2 separate regions of the Pan troglodytes genome follow, and region 2 is linked to region 1. Evidence: chromatin contacts called from public HiChIP or PLAC-seq data. All regions are on one chromosome and are shown on one strand. Each heading gives the region's core, a stretch centred on a gene start, on an enhancer-like site or on the middle of the called end of the contact. The rest is flanking DNA. Distances are from core to core; before and after follow the strand shown.

Region 1 (3,201 bases), core at 508-3,007:
CTCCTCTTTGCCTCCCCTTTTCCCCTCCCCGGTCTCTCCCTCTCTCTCGCTTTCTCTCAGACTCTCGAGCGCCGGCCCCAGGATGACAATCACATCCCAGGAGCGCCGATCTCTTCCAACTTTCCTCTTCTGCTAACTCGGGGCGGAGTGGCAGTCCCGCCGCCCCGAAGCACAAAGGGAACAAGGCCGCGGGCTGTGCGCCGGCGAACGCTCTGCGCTCTCCTAGCCACAGTAGGTCGCGGACTTAGCGGATTTCTTGTTCTCCGGCAGACTGGGCTCCGAGGCCATTCGTTGCCCACCCCCCTCTGGCGTCTTCCCCAAGCCAGGGGGCCCGGAGAGCCAGCTGGAGATCCGGAATGAAAGTCTCTGGGAGAGCCGATGGATGGCCCGCGCCCAGGGCGCAGGAAGTCCGGGATGACTGCCCCTCTGCGCCGGCAGCAGCAGGTGGGCGAGAGACAGGCCTCATGAGGTCTGCACGTCTCCGCCTCGCCTTCCTTCTACCGACCCCCCGCCGGACGGCGAGGGAGAAGACACTGGTGCCTGGAACTACCGGGGTAGCCTTTTTCTAGAGTAGGGGTGGTGGGCAAGAACTGCCAGACAGAGAATCAGCTACACCCGAGGAGGTCTCGGGACCGTCCCCAGCTCCACTCCCACGCCTCGCAGCCTCTTTCTCCCGGTTTTCCCACCGCACGCAGCTCGCACCGCCGAGTCGGTGGTGGTGGAGGGTGCGGGTCCCCTTCCCTTTTGTTTAACTACGTCGCCTTCCCCTTCGCACGCACTCTCGCATCCGCCCACGCTCCACTGCAAACACTGGGCAGAGCAGTGCCCAACCCAACCACTGTTTGTTCAGCGAGGCGCTGGCGAGGCAAACACACACAACTGAGTCAGAGGCAGAGCCCTTGCCCACGACGGCCACACAGTTAGAATACAAAACAGACCCTCTCCTCTTCTCTCCACCTCCCGCCACCACAAGCCACGGACGCACTCGAACTCTGGGACAGACAGGGGCGCTGGTGAACCAGGACAGAAGATGGCACAGGTTTGGGCACGCCGCGGAAGCTCGGGATATCGGGAACTTCGCATAATGGGGCCACACGCAAGCCGAAGCATAACTATATACAAAGTTTCTCGCATTGACTTTGACGGGCGAGATGTACTTTATTTCGCGAGCTCACACTAACCCACCGCCGCACCGGCAACCGCTCGGTGCTGCGCTCTCGTGCACGCGCGTTGGCTCCTCCCCTCCGTCTCCTCCCCTCCCCCAGACACCGCCCACCAAGAGGCCTGAGCGGTTCAGACTACATTCTCCGAGAGCCCCTGGGTCCGCCCAGCCCAGTGCCTGACACCTCCTTCACCTATGATTGGGCGCTGGCCTCCCTGGGCTCCGCCCCCTGGTGACGTAACCCCGCTTTCCTCCGAGTCTCGGCGCCAAAGGGGCGGGGCGGGGCGGGGTCTCGATCGCGCTATTGTCATGGAGACGGGAAGCTGGCTGCAGCGGCGGCGGGGACCGTGGGGCCGAGGTGGCTGCCAGCCGGCCAATGTCTAAGCGAGGCGGAGCGGCCCAGGCGGCCTGAGCCTGGGGGAGCGCGCAGCCGGCCAGTGGCGGCCTCGCCGGCGGCCTCTTCCCGGGCTCGCAGTAGGCCCGAGTCGTCGCCGGGAGCTCCCGGGAGCAGCGTCCACGCCCTGCTCCCCTCGCTCCCGCCTCTTGCGGCCCCACGGCCCCTCAGCGCCCGCCCCCGGCTCCGCCCGCCGCAGCCGCAGCCCCTGGCGCTAACGGTCGGTAACGGCCCGCGCGCGCCGCCCGCCGGGGGCTCGCGCCAGCCACGAGGGAGCGTCCGCGGCCCGCGCGCCCGCGCGGCGGAGGAGAGGTGAGCCCCGGCCCGGGCCAGGCCCTCTGGCCGCGCCGTCCACCCCTCTAGTCGTGTCCCCTCGTGGGCCGAACGGACGCAGCGGTGCCCCGCGCCCGGCCAGACGTCCCGTGGGCTAGGGCCTGGGCCTCGGGCCGCGTCGGCGCCGGACGAGCCTCTCCGGGTGTCGGGGTTCGGGGCGGGCGCGCGTGGGCGTGGCTCCTCTGTCCACGCCTGTTCCCTTCGTCGCCGCGGCTCTCGTCCGGGACACGGCTTTCCGGAGTAGAGCCCTTGGAGGTTTGTGCCACCGAGAACCCGAGTCTGTCACACAGACATCCTCATTACATCATCCTGCCACTCCGGCAGTCCCGCGCTTTCTCCCCCCCGCCCCCGCCCCCGCCCCCGCCCCGTGGCTTGTTTGTTGGTTGTTTTTTTAATTTTTTTAACCCCTTTTCTCGTACTGTTTTCTTTTTGGTGTCAGGGGCTGGAGAGACTCCTGCAAGATATTGAGGCATTTAGAATGTATGGTTCTGTTGCCGTGGTTGTCACCTCCGCTCTACGTCAAATTTAAGACTCATTTCTTAAGGATGTCTCTATTTTCTGCTTTATTTGCACATTGATGGCTCTGCTGCTCAGCTGGCCACGGCCGCCCGGCGTCTGAGATAGAATTGTGTTAATATGAGAAAGGGAACGGCCGATCATGATTAGCAGGCAGACGGCATGCAGATAGCATCTGGCGGGTTTTCTCCGTTTTTATATGAAAGCGTTCACTTTTTTGCTGGTAAACACGAGGTTTTAACTTTTTATCTGGGTAGTGGTGACCATTTGTTTCACTCTCCCCTCCTTTTTACTTCCTATTCATTAGCTTTTCCGTTTGGAAAGCTGCATACTTGTTAGCGGTAGTTTGGTGTCTTGACTCTGAAGCTTTCTCTTCCAGCAGAGGTGGGATCTGTATCCCTCCCATCCTAGGTTACCAAGAAGACTTTTTCTCCCCTTACTTTCTGTTGAATTTGTGTCTTTCCAAACATTTAAACTTACACTAGGGATAAGTTTGCTCGGGTTGTTTTTGACGTAGGACTATTAAATATTCTCATTTTGAAACTTCCTAAAGGTTTATTGGTTTGTCATGTCTGCACGGATCCAGTTTCGCATAACTCTTAAAATTTAAAGCTTTAAAGTACGATTCGCAATTGTATTGTCAGGACATGGCCCTAGAGCTTGTTCTTCAAGTTTTGGCTGTACAGTTGTCATTGTTTCAGTCAAGTGCAAAAGAGGTTATTCCTGTTTATTTAGTGTTAATAGCTATTTACAGTTAGAACTTTAAAGACTCATAGAAGTAGGTCTGCTGTATTTT
Region 2 (3,213 bases), core at 114-2,613, 400 kb before region 1:
CTTTCTTTCTTTCTCTCTTTCTTTCTCTTTCTTTCTTTCTTTCTTTCTCTCTCTCTCTTTCTTTTTCTTTCTTTCTTTCTTTCCTTATTTCTTTCTTTCTTTTCTTTCTTTCTTTCTCTCCCGGCCACCTCAGACTTCTGTATAGGAGGAGGCCTGACTGGGAGATCCCTGTGATCCCACCCACCTCACTGAGCGCGTGGTCAGAGTGCTCATGTTTCAGGTCACAAGATTTTCCAGCGTGCACTCCGGGGTGAAACGTTCTCATTTAGGGACTGGGGATGTCAGAGGAGGCTGTGACACATTACCCTGGTCCTTGCTCCTTCTGGCTTCCCCCAGGACACAAGAGGAGGAAGATCAGAGGCAGGCGCCGTGCACTAGGCACTCCCTCCACCCAGTCTGTCCCCTACCCCCCATAGAGGCGCCTCTTACCTGGGAAGCGCCGCGGTACGGGTGTCCAAAGTGTGGAAAGGACATGGTGGCTGTCCCTGGCCCGTCTCTCTCTTCCCTGTCGAGTTCCCGTCTCAGCCCAGCTGTTCCGCGCCCCCAGCAGTGAGGCGTCTCAGTTCCTTACACCGCTGCGGATGCCCAGCGCCGGTTCCTTCGCCTGGTTGGCCCCAGTGGAGGCAGAGCCGAGGGCAGCCCGGCTGCCGAGCCCTGCGCTCCGGAAGGCGCCCCTCCGGCCCGTGGGGTCCGGAAGACAGAAGGGCCCATGGATGGGCAGGGGAAGGAAGAAGATGCGGGTTCCCAAAGGCGCGTGGTGGCGAGGTGAGGCGCGGCGCGGCGCGGGGCTGTGAGGCTCCGGAGGTGTCCCAGTCCAAGGTGGCCAGAGGCTCAATGTGACGTCACGGTAATCCCGGGCCGCCAGACGGGACCCCGGGCCCCGGGACCCTGGGCCACCAAGCGTGCCAAGCGCAGCCAGCCCGTGCGCGCGCGCGCACTCTCATCCACACTCACACTTGCTCCGGGAGGTTTGTGCAGCTGGCGAGGAACGTCAAAAACCCTGACCCTCTCTGCTCGGCGCTGAATCCTACCCCTTTTCGCCTGGAGCTCACGCGCGCGCGCACACACACACAACCTCTCTAAATTACCCGGGAGAAGTAGGAGAAACGCCTCCCTCTGAGCCGCGCAGGCCCCGGGCGCAGCGCGCTCACCTCCTCCCCTGCGGCCCGGAGGAGGCGAGAGGCAACCGGGACGGCGAGGGAGGAGAGAATACAAAAGAAGAGACAGGAGAAAAGTGGGGGAGAAAGGCAAGAGGGAGAAGGAGGAGGGGAGAGGGGAGACAGGAGTCTGAGTGAACAGAGGCGCGCGGGGGAGGGGGAGGGAGCTGGGGTGGGCGAAGGCTGGGCGGAGGCTGAGCACTGGCAGGTGGAGGAGAGCAGAGGCCCGGGGGAGAAGTCTCCAGCCCGGTTCCTCCGCCCCTGCGCTGAAGTAAAGTTTGTTCACGCCACAGGCCCGGCTCTCGTTGGAGCAGCTCCGGGCAGCGTCGGTGGATCCCACTGGCCCGCCCATCTTTGTCCTCGGGGATCTGGTTCCCCGCCTTAGCCTCCCCAGGACTCGGGCTAGATTCCGGCTCTCCAAGCCCTGGCCCGGCCCAGGGCCTTGACCTTGGAGCTTCTGCAGCTGCCTGGTCCTCGAGTAGGCCGGATAGCGCCCCCTCGAGGCCGAGGCTCGGGATCCCTCAGATTCCGTCGGGAAACTCGCCAGGTCCGATCCCTGGCAGCCGCAGGCTGCTTGCTAAGATCCCTGGCCATCTCCTCCGAAGGCAAGGCTTGGCTGCCTCGCGCGCGCGCCTCCCGCAGTGGCCGCGGGGCAGCCAGGGAGCCTGAAGAAGGCGCCCGGTCCGGGCTGCAGCCCCTGCGCTCCGCTGGGGGTGGCGCTGGAGAGCCGCAGTGGAGCGCTCCGGGAGGGCGGCCCATTCCCTGCGCTCCTCCTGGATGCCGGGCTGGGCCCAGCGGTCTGACCACCCCCTCACTCCATCCCAGGGGTCTTCAAAGGGGCACTGATGGGTGGGCGGTGGCGGGGGTGGGGGAGGCTCGTTGGTACCCAGGAAGGGGCTACCTCCTCTAGGCCTGGCCCCGAGACATGGAACCTCCAATTTGCGAGCACGGTAGACTGCACATCTGAAGGCTCAGTACTCTGGCCCCAGCTGCCCTTCTGAGAGCCTCCAACCCGCGACGTCTAGGGGTGAAAAGGGACTGTCGGTCTGGTAGGGGAAGGTCTTCGGTGGGCACTGCAGGGATCCAGTGGGATTTGCAGGCCAGAAACCTCAGAAAGCCTTGCCTTTCACTTACCGGGGTCACCGCGCTTTATACTTTTAAAATGCTCTCCCAGGCTCTTACTGCAACTCCTCCAAGGAGCCATAGGGGTTGGTTCAAGGGCCCAGTTTTATTTTCTAGTTGAAACGCGAGAGCCTGTGGCCCAGAAGATAGCAACGGCTCTGGGTTCTTGTATGAGGCGGGGCAAGGTCTGGGGCCCTGGACGGGGCGTACCTCAACTCCAAGTTTGCCACTAGCACCTTTCTCTGATCTCTTTAGCATGACATCTCTAAAACACATTCTGCAGAATGCTCAAGGAGCTTAAAGAAGCCACAAACCAGAGACTCCTCTGCTTAAGAGATTGTTAACATGGGGACAAGCTCCATTCTAAATACTAACAAACACAGCTACTGCTGCTGCTGCTGCTGTTACCTTGGAGAAACCTTGCGTTCATCCAGGGAAACTCCTAGTTAGAAAAAGAATTATAGTCCTCACCAGATTGACTTAGTGATAAAAATTCACAGTAATAGATAGATCCCTTGATTTTTCAAAATGCACTTTGGAACTATCCACACACTTGCAGCTTGGATACATCTATGCTATTTTTTTAAAGTAAGAATTGGAGAGTATTCATTAAATTCATCCCTTGGGGAAGATTACTGCTAATTAATTAATTGCAAACATTTCCAGAGGGAAGGTATGTCAATTGTAAAGTAATAAAATTAGATAGTAGAAATACTGACTCAGCAACTTCGATTGCCCATTTGTTCCTAAGCAGAATTTTTTTTTTTAATTTTATGACAGAAAAATGGGGCTGGTGGTGGAGAAAAAGCATTAGCCCTGTCCCTTGGCGATATGGTTGCAAAGGAGAAACTACCATATAGGATTTATTGATTTTTAGCTGATTTATAAGACCTCTGTTTTATCAATGCTGTGTGCAGGGCCTCCAGGCCTACTT

The links. HiChIP or PLAC-seq counts read pairs in DNA pulled down with a chosen protein or histone mark.
Region 2: an H3K4me3 HiChIP or PLAC-seq map of stem cell-derived excitatory neurons shows a contact between it and region 1, with 8 times the contacts expected there. The contact joins the promoter of IRX6 here to the promoter of LOC746904 in region 1. A contact is called at or near these places in 3 of 7 Hi-C or Micro-C datasets (induced pluripotent stem cells and stem cell-derived neural progenitor cells), 1 of 1 datasets of contacts at active chromatin or transcription factors (stem cell-derived excitatory neurons) and 1 of 1 other capture datasets (stem cell-derived neural stem cells).

Annotation. Positions count from the first base shown.
Region 1 is chr18:52,879,584-52,882,784 of NHGRI_mPanTro3-v2.0_pri, reverse strand. It overlaps LOC746904 (colorectal neoplasia differentially expressed), which reads left to right and starts at 1,757. Exons shown (of 5, transcript XM_016929855.4): 1 at 1,757-1,868.
Region 2 is chr18:53,276,999-53,280,211 of NHGRI_mPanTro3-v2.0_pri, reverse strand. It overlaps IRX6 (iroquois homeobox 6), which reads right to left and starts at 1,363. Exons shown (of 6, transcript XM_001167355.6): 1 at 430-1,363. The coding sequence starts at 474.